Regions from separate parts of the Mus musculus genome. Here region 2 is linked to region 1. Evidence: chromatin contacts called from public promoter capture Hi-C data. All regions are on one chromosome and are shown on one strand. Each heading gives the region's core, a stretch centred on a gene start, on an enhancer-like site or on the middle of the called end of the contact. The rest is flanking DNA. Distances are from core to core; before and after follow the strand shown.

What was found. Promoter capture Hi-C pulls out the DNA fragments that hold promoters and counts their contacts.
Region 2: a promoter capture Hi-C map of hippocampal neurons shows a contact between it and region 1, with 1.9 times the contacts expected there. The contact joins the promoter of 1700008O03Rik here to the enhancer-like site in region 1. A contact is called at or near these places in 9 of 39 promoter capture datasets (the 3T3-L1 cell line, the HPC-7 cell line, cranial neural crest and 6 more), 4 of 115 datasets of contacts at active chromatin or transcription factors (embryonic stem cells and stem cell-derived neural progenitor cells) and 4 of 9 other capture datasets (adipose tissue, embryonic stem cells, liver and 1 more).

Annotation. Positions count from the first base shown.
Region 1 is chr7:44,279,337-44,285,658 of GRCm38.p6, forward strand. It overlaps the pseudogene Gm18307. Among named protein-coding and RNA genes, the nearest start is that of Gm18905, 9.3 kb to the left of the region's middle. Within about 2 kb of position 2,430, at least 13 of the 459 cell types and tissues checked have an H3K27ac peak or open chromatin away from gene starts, as enhancers often do. A contact at or near this core is called in hippocampal neurons, where this site is marked.
Region 2 is chr7:44,371,801-44,378,888 of GRCm38.p6, forward strand. It overlaps 1700008O03Rik (RIKEN cDNA 1700008O03 gene), which reads right to left and starts at 3,230. Exons shown (of 6, transcript NM_027049.1): 1 at 3,187-3,230; 2 at 2,523-2,724. The coding sequence starts at 2,589. Gm39001 (a long non-coding RNA gene) reads left to right here and starts at 2,697. Exons shown (of 2, transcript XR_882056.2): 1 at 2,697-2,769; 2 at 3,724-4,103.

The DNA of each region.
Region 1 (6,322 bases), core at 1,180-3,679:
AACCTGATTCCAACTGGGTAGTAGAAACATCTACTATCTTGATTTACACATAGTCCTGGGCCAGTGTGATGGCTGTCCCCCCAAATGTGCTTGCTGCCTTGAGTTAGGTTTCCCAAGACCCACAAGGTAGAAGGAGAGAGTCAACCCCAGAAAGTTGTTCTCTGACTTCTACATGCATGCCATAGCATGTATACACACACACACACACACAGAGAGAGAGAGAGAGAGAGAGAGAGAGAGAGAGAGAGAGAGAATGAGAGAGAGAGAGAATGAGAGAGAGAGAGAATGAGAGAGAGAGATTTGCCATCCTTTCCTCAGAGCCCACATCCCAAGACCATCACCAGGATTCCATGACGCAGAACATCTTACACAGTGACTGTAGCAGGGTACAAAATGGCTGTTCTGCTTCTTCTGTGCAATGTCACTTTACAGGTCTTCCCTTGAAAAGGCAAGCCCTGTCCTTCAAGCCTGGATTCTGGACAGCCTTGAAACTTGCCATACCCAGTAGCATGAAGCAGAAGTCACCAATTCCCACTTGTCACCTTGCCTCTCACTTGTAAACCCCTCTCTAGTGGGCCTGGGAGAAGCTCAGTCACTACAGTACTGCCGTGTAAAACACAGCGACCTGAGTTCAATCCCTAGAACCCACATTAGAAAGCTCAGATGTGATTTTGCACATTTGTAATCTCAGTCTCAGGGAGGCAGAGACAGATAGATCCCACAGACTCTCTGGCCAGCAATCCTAGTCTATTTGGTGAGTTCCTGACCTGTGAGAGACACTGTCTAAAAAGTTAGGTTTATGGCACCTGAGGAGTAAGATCTAAGCTGTCCTTAGATCCACACTCACACAGTCACACTCACACACACACACACACACACACACACACACACGGAGAGAGAGAGAGAGAGAGAGAGAGAGAGAGAGAGAGAGAGAGAGAGAGGCATACACACAAAGCAAGTATGTGGGAGAATGGAAACTCTATGGCTTAGTCAGTGTGCTCATCCCAGACAATAGCCAACTGCTCCTCAGAACAGCATGAGAGAGTCTAACTGCGATGGGAAAAATGCTCAGCTGATCCCAACCCAAACTGCTGAGCTGCAGAAATCATAAGAGGTTTTTTTGGTCTTTGGATTTACTTAAATAACATGTGTGATGGTTTGTATATGCTTGGCCCAGGGAGTGGAACAATTAGGAGGTGTGGCCTTGTTGGAGGATATGTGTCACTGTGGGGATGGGCTTTGAGATCCTCATCCTAGATGCATGGAAGCCAATATTCTCCTGTTTGCCTTTGGACCAAGATGTAGAACTCTCAGCTCTTCCATGCCTGCCTGGATGCTGCCATGCTCCTGTCTTGATGATAATGGACTGAATATCTGAACCTGTAGGCCAGCCCCAATGAAATGTTGTCCTTAATAAGAGCTGTCTTGGTCATGGTGTCCGTTCACAGAAATAAAACCCTAAGACAATGTGCATGAGTGTTTTGTTTGCATGTATGACTAAGCTTGGTTCTAGCAGAGAAGAGGGTGCCGGATCCCCTGCAACTGTATGGACAGTTGTACATTAGCACATGGGTGCTGGGAATCAAAATCAGATCTACTGTAAGAGCTACCAGTGCTCTTAATCACTGAGCCAACTCTCCAGCCCCATGTGGGTTCTGTTTTTTAAATGCCTTTACACTTGAAAGGGGATGTTCATCAATTAGCAAAAACTGGCTAATACATTCCATTTCTAGTCAAACTAAAGAAGGGTGGACAGAGCTCTCGCATTTAGTCCCTTTGAGGAAGTTACATTGCATACTTAACAGACTATTGCCCAAATTTCAGTCACATGGCTATATATAGTTGCAAAGGATACTGGGAAATGTAGTTTTGTTTTCACTATTCACCATTTGGGAAATAGATGCTGTGCCAATACTAAGAAGGCTTCTGAGGGTGGATTGCTGGGAGGACTTAATAGTGGTAGAAGCTTGTCTCAGAAGTTAATGTATTTGTTTACAGACTATGAAGGTGGACTTCTAGTTTGAACTGTAAGGTTTCTACCCTCTGCTGGGGTATTGGCCTCAGGGACAGGATGACTGATAAAACCCTTTTCCCCAAACACTCTAGCCAGGGCAGAAGATAGAGACTGAAAATTTTACTGCTGGAAATCTCTGCCGATGAAGACATAGAGGAAGGGGTTGAGGCAGCCCAAGGCGAAGACAGCCATGAGATGAGCTCTGTCTTGGGATAGTGAGGCTGCTGTAAAGACATCAGAAGCACTGACTTCACCAAGAGCACCACCTTCAAAGGGAACCAGAAGATGAGGAAGGTGCTTACAACCACCAGCAGCAGCTTCTTGAACCGCCTTGCATGCACCCAGCCCTTCGTCCGAAGCCTGGACCGGATGCAATGGGCACAGACGCTGATGACAGTCAAGAGTACTAGGAAGCCAAGCAGCAAGTGGGTGATGGCTATTGCTGTCTGTTGCTTAGCAACCATTGCACTCCAATCCTGCCCTGTCTCTTTCTCTGAATTGAAGTGGAAGTAGCAACATTCACAGCCATATAATTTCCCAGTAGTTCAGAACTTCAAGTATAGAGAGCAGGCAGCAGCTTCCAGCAGCCACACCACCATGGACAGCCATGTGGCTCGCTGCACCGTTCTGTGGTTTCTGGCCCACACACGGTGCAGGACCAAGATGCAGGGATCCACAAAAATGATCCACAGCAAATAGATGCTGATGAAGAAAGTGGGAACCAGAAAGGCCATGCAGAGTTTACAGATCAAGTTAGCAGAAGGCCACCAGCCATGGACTATGATACACATGGAAATGGGCACAGACAAGAGGACAGTAAAGTCAGCCAGGGCCAGGCTGAAGAACCAGATCATAGGGACAGTGTGAGCCATGCAGAACACAGCATCACACAGCCATCCACAGCACCAGCTCGTTGCCCAGGACTCCAACAACACAGGACACAAACAGGACAGTGATGGTGAGCTAGCAGAGATACCACACCTCCACAGGCTGGCATTTCTTGCAGGAGAAGAAAAACCACATGTCAGAGCCACCAATGACATCTCACTAAAATTCATGCCCCCACTCCCCAAGACAAAGCCATTCATATCTTCACATTGTATGTGTGGGGGTGAGGGTTAGGGGTTCCTGCCTTGTAGGTAAGGTCTCTACCACATAGCCACACCCAAGCCCCTCACTGGAGGTTTCTAGGCAATAAGGCACAAGAAATGACTAGCCAGGGGATCATAGGATACTGAAACAGTGAAAGTAATTAAGTGGAAATTCAGAAAGCTCAAAAAGCAATTGGAATTGTTTACATTTTACAGACTGGGGATGAAATTAATGACTTTGAAGACAAGTCAATAGATATGATCCAACTGAAGGAAGAGAAACCATGAAAGAAAATCAAGTAGAGTCTCAGGACATACACATGTTATTCTAGCTGCTCAGGAGGCTGAGGCAGGAGAGTCACAGGTAAAGATCTGCTTGGCCTGCAGAATAAAGTTAAGGCTAGGCCAGCCCAGGGAGCTTAGTGAGACCTATATCAAGGTAGATGTGAGAACAAAGCAGGACATGTGGGTCAGGAGCTGCCCCTGCCTAGGATATCCCACTGAAGGGCAGGGGTGTGTTTTGGGGACACCCCTACCTAGAATTCCCCAGTAGGGACTGGGGTGTGACTCAACCATAGAAGGCTTGTGTGAGGCCCAGAGTTCAAGTCCCCAGAACAACAACAAAACAAAACAGATAAATACATAAATAAATAAACAAGCGGATCGGGAGAAACTCTGTGAGACTACTCTACTCTAAAAGCATATTCATCCAGATGTGGTATACATCTGTAATCCTGAATTACAGATTGGGGGGGTGGAGTATTACAAAAGCATAGTATTTTAAGGCTAACCTTCAGATGGGACACGCATTCCTAGAAATACTGACCTCAAATTTACTGAATGAAGTGGAAGTCATGAATTTACAGATACCCATATCGACTCCCAGTCTGGAGGCAGCTGTGGCACTGGGGCAGAACGAGTTTGTCACCACAGGTTACACCATGCCAGGTGGGGAGAGGGCTATAAGACAGAACAGGTCTGTAGACACAGCATGTTTGGTGAAATGTTTGCTGCCCAGTTATGGGGACCTGAGTTTACTCTCTGACACCCACACAAAAGCCTTGGCTGGGCAGTGCATCTTTCTAATCCCATTGTTGGGAGACAGAGACAGGAGGATCCCTGGGCCTCACAGGACAGACACTCTAGGCAACTCAATCCCGGGACAATGAGAAAGCCCTGTGAAAGTCAGACATCTGAGCAAGGACAGCCAGCCTCACCCTCTGACTCTGACCGTGCAGAGGAGTGGACCCTGCTCTCTGGATACAGTAGACAAACATTTTCTTACTAAGTCCCAGTACGTGGTTTTTGTTTTTTGTTTTGTTTTGTTTTGTTTTGTTTTTTAAGTCTATGTCTTCTATGCTCAAACTGGCAATCCTCCTGTCTCAGCTTCCTGAGTACTAGACTTATAAGCATATGCCATAACACCATACCTTGTGTGATTTCCTCGCTCACAGCTGTCTTCTCGTCCTCACTTCTCACCCCCCTGAACTCTCCAGCTCCACCCAGCACACACACATCCCAGCACACACACATCCCAGCACACACACACACATCCCAGCATACATCCTATGATGCTTGGGATGGAGGGCCAGTGTCAAACTGGGGGCTCTGTCTCTGATGTCTATCGGTCCCATCAGCTTAGGCTGAGGTTCAGGGAAAGGTGGTGTAGAGCAGGAAGTAGCTCACAAACTTGGGAGCAGATTATGTTCCAGGAAAAGATGTTGAGCAAGTATCATGATGACTCCAAAGATCAGTATCAAAACTGATCAGTGTGAGTGACACTCAATGTAGGGCCTGCTGGGCTCAGAAGCTTGGATCCTGGGGTCTTAAGAGCCACCTTCCAGGCACACTATTTGTGTCTTGGCTCTTCCCCTCTGCCATAAGATGTGCAAAGGGTAGATGAGTGTCTATCACAAAGTAGGTATGCAATTAAATACAATTGGCTCTCCTTATCAAAATAACTTCTGGGGGTAGGGCAGTCTGGAGAGATGGCTCAGTGGTTAGAAGTGCTTGCTGCTCTTACCAAGGAGCCTAGTTTAGTTCTTAGCTCACAACAACGTGTAACTCCAGCTCCATGGGCTCCAGTGCTCTCTTCTGGGCTCTGTGGACACTACACTCATGTGCACATACCCACAGCCAGATTTACACACACACACAATTAAAACTAAAGACCCACCGTAACTAGATGTGGTGGTGGCGCACACCTTTAATCCCAGCACTTTAGAGGCAGAGGCAGGGGGATCATTGAGTTTGAGACCAGCCTGGTCTACAGAGTGAGTTCCAGGGCAGCCAGGGATACATAGACGAACCCTGTCTCAAAAACAAACAAACAAACAACAAAACAAAAAATGTATATGGTCCATAAAGGCAAACAGAAGTCATTTATGTTTCATACACATTTTTTATACACAGCCTGGTGGTAACTTTGTAGTTTTCACAGGGATGCGGAGACTGTGACCCTCCCCTCAAGACAGGCCAGGAACTTTGCTCTGTGTCACACCAGTGCTCACAAAGCTCCAGGTTTTGAACAGTGTGGGTTCCAATTTGGGGATTGGGAATGCCCTATAACTAAAATGTCCTCCGAGTGCATGTGTGGCAGACAGAAGGCTGGTACACTCTAACTCGGAAGAACCACAGCGTTAAGGCCAGCATAGGCTATGTGGTGAGACCATGTATTAAAAAAATGTAAAAGAGGAAACTGGGGCGATGCCTCAGTGGATAAAGGGCTCAGTTAGCAATGAAGAGGACTGGAGTTCAAATCCACAGCTCCTGAGTGAAAAGTGGGCATATCCAAACATGCATGCAAGCGCTAGCACTGGACTAAGGAGAAGGGCAGAGCAACCAATGAGGGGTAGGGGGTGTGGCTCAGTGATAGAGCTCCCACCTAGACTGCTTCACTGGGAGTCAGGGGGCATGACTGGCATGCCCACCCTTCATCACTCAGGGAGGAGCAGCACGTGGCATGCTTACTCTCTCTCAGGCTTTTGAAGATTCATTATGATAGACGAAGTTCACTACACAGAATCTTGTGTTTTCTTCCTTTTTAAATCTTGCTTCTGTTGGGGTTGTGAATGCTATTTTTAACAAGTTATAATTGCTTATTGACAGTTAAAGAAGTGAAATTATTTTATTACCTTCTTAATGAGTGGTGTGTGTGTGTGTGTGTGTGTGTGTGTGTGTGTACACTTCTGAGCCTGCGTGCTAAAACCAGACGAAG
Region 2 (7,088 bases), core at 1,980-4,479, 93 kb after region 1:
CAAAACTTCAGAGGCTTAGTCCATTATCATGTCAGGGCACATGATAGCACACACGGCACTGGAGTAGTCGCTGATCCACAAGCTGAGAGAGGGGAAAGGCTGGCATGGGCTTTTGAAACTTCAATCCCAGCCCTAGAGACATAGATCCTTCAACAAGACCAGATCCACTCCTTAGTGACAAAGCAGTCAAATACATGAGCTTCTAGAAGCTACTCTTATTCAAACCACAATACCCAGTGAGAAGGTGGAGTGTGGCTCAGTGGTAGAGCACCTGCCTAGAATCCACCCGTGAAGGACTAGGATCATGTCAGTGTTAGAGCCCCTGTCTGACACCACAAATCTTTAGGTTTGATCCCAAAACTGGGGGAAAATAAAGTATTTACTAATTCACTTGATGCAAGAATTTCACTCCTCACTCAGCGGTGGTGGCACACGCCTTTAATCCCAGCACTTGAGAGGCAGAGGCAGGTGGATTTCTGAGTTCGAGGCCAGCCTGGTCTACAGAGTGAGTTCCAAGACAACCAGGGCTATACAGAGAAACCCTGTCTCGAAAAACCAAAAAAAAAAAAAAAAAAAAAAAAGAATTTCACTCCTCAATAGCATCTCTGTGCTTCCTGTGTGTCTTGGAGGACAATGGAGAACACCCTTTCACCGGAAAACTTAAAAAGATTATTAGCCAAATGACTAATAGCCACTCTGTCCTGAGAACTCCCAGTTTAGAATGGCAGAGGAAATTCTCCCCCCAGGCAATCCCAGAATGCCTCCCTGAGGAGGTGTAGGTTACAGTGAGACTTAAAGACTGTAGGAGTTTGCTACATTTTGTAGTTTGGATGTGAAAAGTCCCTACTGGTTCACATTTGAACGAATGATACCCAGTTTTGAAGACGGTGGGCTGTTGTGGAGGTGAGGGTCTAGGTGGAGGAAGGTGACCACATGGGGTCTTGAGGTTTATAGTTCTCTTCCCAGGTACTCAGAAATAGTCATTAGGCTTATACCGAAATGTTCCAGCTCCGGTTCATTATCTCCACCAGGTAAGCATCCAAAAAACTAGGACCGCCTGAGCCCCAGTGGTAAAGCTTCTTGTTAAATGGGCCTCGGCTAGAGCTGGAAACCCCTGTGCAGAAGAATAAGGTCATCTTGTTTCCTCTTACTCGGTCGGCCAAGTGGGCAGCTTAGTGTTTGCAGCTGAAGTGGCAGGAGAAGACATCTAGGGAGCCCTCAGAATGAAGACTTCTGGAGAGAATGGTTGGAATTGTAGTAGCTGCTTTGTGACCGTGAGGTAATAGCAAGCCAAAGTTATGTGCTATGCCAAGGAAATGTGTCTCAAATCAAAACTCTGAGAGATGAAAGAAACTGGCTCCCTAGTGGTGTCCCTGACTTTAATCTCTCTGTACTTTTTGTATAGAACAAATGCCATTTCTACTTTTACAGAGTTCACATTTCTGTTACTTACAGCCATGCAGAATCTTCTTGGGATGACATCAACTCAGCATTTGGGAAGTGAGCTGTGCTGGAAAGGGCTGCAAGCCTGGGGCTGACGTGAGCAAGAGACAGCTATAGTCTAGCTGCGTGTTAGGAAGACTCCCTGGAACCAGGTTGTGCCCAGGTGAAGCAGAAAGACTTAATGATGGGGAGGCAAAGTCCCTGTGGCAAACTCAACTATGGGCAAAGAAAGTAAGACAGGGCTGGGGGGTGGGGTCGGGGCTCTGAGTGGGGCTGTGGTGGAAGATTGGCACCTAGGGTTTAGTTCTGCATCTGGGTTGGAGGTGGGGCTATCTGAAAATAAGAACCAGGGATTGAGGACAGGAAGACGTTGAACTACTGTGCAAGACCAAGGAGTGAAGGTATCTAGGGAAAATAGACTCAGAAGCGTTGTTGAAGCCCAGGAGGTTCATGGGAACTGCAGTTCTGGGCCCAGAAATATTAGCGGGGGGCGGAGGAGGGGGGAACGACACTGCAGCATTTCATGGTAAATTCTTTGTAAACCGAGGGTATGTGCCAGGGAACTGCAGAGGGTGAGGGGAACAGAGTTCTAAATCTGAGTGTTGGCTAGGGAACTGCAAGTGTCTCATGGGATATGTAGTTTGGGGCCCAGAAGTTACGTTCAGATAGCTGCAGCACTTCTTGTTAAAAGATTATTAATGAGCCCGGTAACTGCAGAGGCTGGTGGGAAATGTAGTTCTGGACCCAGAATACTGACCAGGGACCCGCAGAGTCTTTGCTAGAGATCTGCAAGGCCTTCTGGGAAATGTAGTTTTGATTTCAGAATATTGGCAAGGGAGCCTCTTGGGAAAAGTAGTATGAGCTCAGAGAATTATTAGCAGGGGGACTGCAACAGCTTCTGAGAGATGTGGTTTGAGGCTTCCCACACTGGCCAGAGACTTGCAGAACCCCCAAGGGCAATGCAGTTCTGTACCCAGAGTATCAGCCAGAGAAAGGCAGGGGCTCCTGGGAAATGTAGTTCTAGGCTCGAGGACCAACAGTGTGGGAATGCCGGTTCGCCGGCCCCCAGACCTGCTCACCTGTCTCCCTGTGTGAGCCAGGGGCGCCCAGGTTGGGGGAGATTAAAGGCTCCACCTCTGGCTGCATCCTGGAGAAGCGGGTCTGGGGAAGTCCAGAAAGATGGGGCGAGATGCTCGCACTGGGCCACACAGCGCAGCTCTTTTCCTGGACTTCTGCTTCTTGCTCTTTGAAACCACGAGGGACAAACACGGAACTGGAAGGCTGAGACCACAAGGACACACGCTTTCCCCTAACCTCCGGGACTCGGTGTGCGCCCCACCTCCTGTTTCCCTGCAACTCTACTTCCGTCTCCATCTCTTCCTGTCTCATGGCTTCTCTTTCTTCAGCCCTCCTGAACCATCCCTGTCCCCGGTTTTCACAATTCTCTGTCTGCCTCCCTCTAAACCCCCTTTCCCAGTTGTCCTCCACATTTCTCCCAGAAGTCTCTGCCCTCTGTCCCACCTCCCTGGTCTTTTTCTCCATCAGCTTCCCCAGCACCTCCCCAGCCCCCTGGATTGCCCCCTCCTCATTGCAGTCCTTCACCAATCTTGTCACCCTCTCTGAGCCTCCCTATTTCCCGTTCCCCTTCTCCCAGGCCCATTCCTCAGTCTCTCTTCCATAGCTGCTTCAGCTTCCACTCCCACCACCTCGCCCTTCTCTCTTCCCCTCTCTGAGCCCACTTGCCCTCTGCTCAGCACCGGCTAGACTCCTGGAGACAAACAGAAACTGAGTTCTCTAGGGGGGAGGGGACGGTAGGCAGGGTCTGGTTACCATGGTGCCCAATGTGAGAGCAAGGCTGGGGCTCTTATTCCTGAACGTGAGAAAAGTGTCATTGGGTGCCAGGCTTGGGGGCTTTCTGCAGGCAGGTGCCGGGTAGACTATCCTTTGTGAGTTCGGACCTGTGAGGCGAGGAGGCTGTAAAACCCTTTAGCTGTCTCGTCTATGCATCCACAGGCTCACTTTTTGTAGCCTGTTTCTCCCTCTTAATAACTGCCTATGTATCCCGGTCTGGTCTTGAACTCAGTCCCTTATCCAGGCAGGCCCTTGCCTTCCAGAGTCAGAAATGTTAGGAATGTGTCACCACGCCCCTTCTGACAATAGAGTCCCCAAGCTCCCTTCCCAGGTGGTCTTTGTTGTCACTGTGGCTTTCTGAGCTAATTTACAAATCAGTCCCGATTCTGGAGCACAGCTAGGAGTCTCTTTCTCTTTCTTTAAGGGCAGGCGTCGCCACGGTGTTACCTTGTAGATTCGGAACTTGCCAGAAGGCAAAGATGAAGGAAAGACCGCCTGGCTGGATCCAGCTGTGCCTGAAGCTCTCAATTTTTTGTTAGAAATTGAGAAACCTAAACTTTGATCAATTTAGCTGGTTTTGATTGGTTGTTTTGCTTTGGGGAGGGGGATTGGTTTTTAGTGTTTTTTCAACACAGTGCTCACTATGTACCCGCACCCCCACCCCACCCCCCTTGAACTTACTATGCAGACCAGGCTGGCCTACATACAGTTGGCCCCCTCTGCTTCCTTAGTGCTGAAATTAAAGTTGTGCCCCGCTATGCCTGGCTGTTACTGGCCACTTAAAAAGCTCATACACTTCAATGGTCTCATTCAGTCTTCTGTAACCATGATTTCCAACATTTCTTCTGGGTATGTGTACATCCTCCAATGCACACAATCCTGGGTGGGCGCCAGCATACATGGGGTTCGGGGATTTGAACATGAGTCCTGTGTACACAATGCAACTACTCTGCTGTGTGTTAGGAAGACTCCCTGGAACCAGGCTGAGCCCAGGTGAAGCAGAGAGACTTAATGATGGGGAGGCAAGGTCCCTGTGGCAAACTCAACTGGGGACAAAGAAAGTAAGACAGGGACCCTGTCCCTGGACCTTCCCTTTCTCTCATTCAGCCATCTTTTCCAGTTCCATCTCTGTAGGACAAGGAGCATTTTTGACTGCCATGGTCACAGGAACACCTAAGCCCTCACTTTCACTGCCCAGAGACATATGCATTGAATGAGTGAATGAATGAATGAATGAATGAATGAGTGTATCTCTTGTGTCTAACAATGCAACCCCAGCCCAGTGGACCTTACCCCTCCTATTCCTTGTGAGACTATAGTATGTAGAAGAAGAGAATACAGGCTCAGACAAGACAGGGCAGCCTGCAAGACAGGGCAGCCTGGAAGGCTTTTTTTTTTCTTTTTTTTTTTTTTAAGATTTATTTATTTATTATATGTAAGTACATTGTAGCTGTCAACTAGACTCCAGAAGAGGGAGTCAGATCTCGTTACGGATGGTTGTGAGCCACCATGTGGTTGCTAGGATTTGAACTCTGGACCTTTGGAAGAGCAGTCAGGTGCTCTTACCCACTGAGCCATCTCACCAGCCCCGCAGTCTTAGTTTCTGTTGCTGTGATAAAACACTTTGACCGAGCTGGGGAGATGGCTCAGTGGTTAAGAGCGCTGACTACTCTTCCAGAGGTCATGAGTTCAATTTCCACCAACGACATGGTGACTCACAACCATCTGTAATCAGATCTGATACCCTCTTCTGGTGTGTCTGACATACCGGTGTACTCATATACATACAATTAAAAAAATTAAAATCTTTTTTAAGTGGCCATAGCAACTTAGAAAAGATTTACTTGGCCATATAATTCCAGATGGATAAGACTCAGTAGTGTCAGGGAATTGTGGCAGGAGGTAACGGAAGGCTGAAGGCTCACATTTTAACTGCTATCAGGAATGAGAGAGCAAACTGGGGATTGCTCAAGCCTATTAACTCTCAAAGCCTGACCCCAGAGACACACTTCCTGCACCTAAACTCCCCAAGCAGGGCCACAACTAGGCATCAAATAGTAAATGCCCAAACCACGGTGAACATCTCATTCAAACCACTACACTGATGACCTCTGAGATCAGTTTCTCATCTCTGACCAGTGAAAATGGCGCAGTGAAAGTTCTCTCTCCTGGTTAGCTTTACTGTCAACTCCACACAGCTTACTGCCATCTGAGAGAAGTCTTATTTGAGAAACTCATACTGTGAATTGTTAATGGCTGTTGCAAGACCTAGCCCGTGGTGGGTGGTACCATTCCCTAGGTAACTAAGCAGAAGCATGGGTCTGCTAGCAAGCTAGAAAGCAACTTTCATCCACGGTTCCTGCCTTCAGGTTCCCACCTTGGCTTCCCTCACTAAGGGACTGTGCCTTGGAAGTGTAATCCAAAGAAACTCTTTCCTTCCTTGCTTTTGGTAACAGCATTTTATCAACAGCAATAGAAAAGTAGCTGGAACAACTATCAGTTCTCCAAATTCAGTTCTCTTTTCTCTCTCTGGAACACAACCTAACTTCTTGAAAATAGATAGATAGATAGATAGATAGATAGATAGATAGATAGATAGACACAGATACATATGTTTCATTTATTATTTGGCAATTCACATATGTGTATATTGTATTCTGATTCTACTCATGCTCTCAGAACCTCCTCAACCCCTGCCTGCTGTCTCTTGCTTCCTCAGGGTGTCTCTCCATCACTGTTGTCCTCTCTGCCTCCCATTCACCTCTCTTATTTCCTTCCCAATCCTCTGGAACTCTTCTTCCCAACATCCTCCCCGCCCCACCCCCACCCCGCCCCTGCCCCCACACTTTTATTTTTTCATTTTTCATTTTTCGAGAGAGGATTTCTCTGTGTTGCCCTGGCTGTCTTGGAACTCTTTCTGTAGAGCAGACTGGCCCTGAACTCACAGATATCCACCTGCCTCTGCCCCTCAAGTGCTGGGATTAAAGGTGTGTGCCACCAATGTCCAGCTTTTTATTTTTAACCCACTGAGTTTAGTTAGAATTGCTTGTGTGCTTATGAGTGTAGTTTATTTACTATAGTGAAACAACAACTCCTCAGGGAGGGGAGGAGCCTCCTGGGCCTCTCCTACGTTCATCTCTGAGTTTGACTCACCAAACTTCACACCCAACTTTCTGCATCTTTACCATGCTGTGCAGCGCTGCCCCTTTCTGTGTGTCTTGTACAACTCTACCTGACACATCTCTCCCTGTATCTCCTCTCTCCTCCTCCCTCTCTTTGTCTCTATTGCTCTGTGTGTCTCTGTTCCCTGGCTGCCCCCTCTGTCCAGCTGCCAATTACTTCCCTCCGCCACTCCTGCCACCTCTGTCAGGCCATCAGCAACCCTTGGCCACAAGCCCAGGACCCACATTCCCGAGTCAGCACTTTCCTCCAGTTCCACAGATGATGTCAGACCTGCAGCAGTGCCGGCTGCAGCTCTGTTTGAGGGCTTTCTTCCCTCTGCACAAATCCTGGCTACTTGGCTGACCTCTATCTTGGGGTTATCTCTAGCTACTGAACACTGGGAGGGATGGGCAGAGCTGTGTATGAGTCTGTATAGCATCTCTTTAAACCCCAGAACCTATCCTGGCCCACCTCAAGCACAGGCTTCTCAGGTGGGGTTAGGTGGCACCATGTGGGATTCTCATTAGGCAACCAGGAATGGGTAGGTGGAGAGAACGCCTCAGGGGACTTTGAGAAGGAAAACAAAGAGTTTTGTCCAAACTGGTTCATTTGTTCACCCACTACTCTATCAT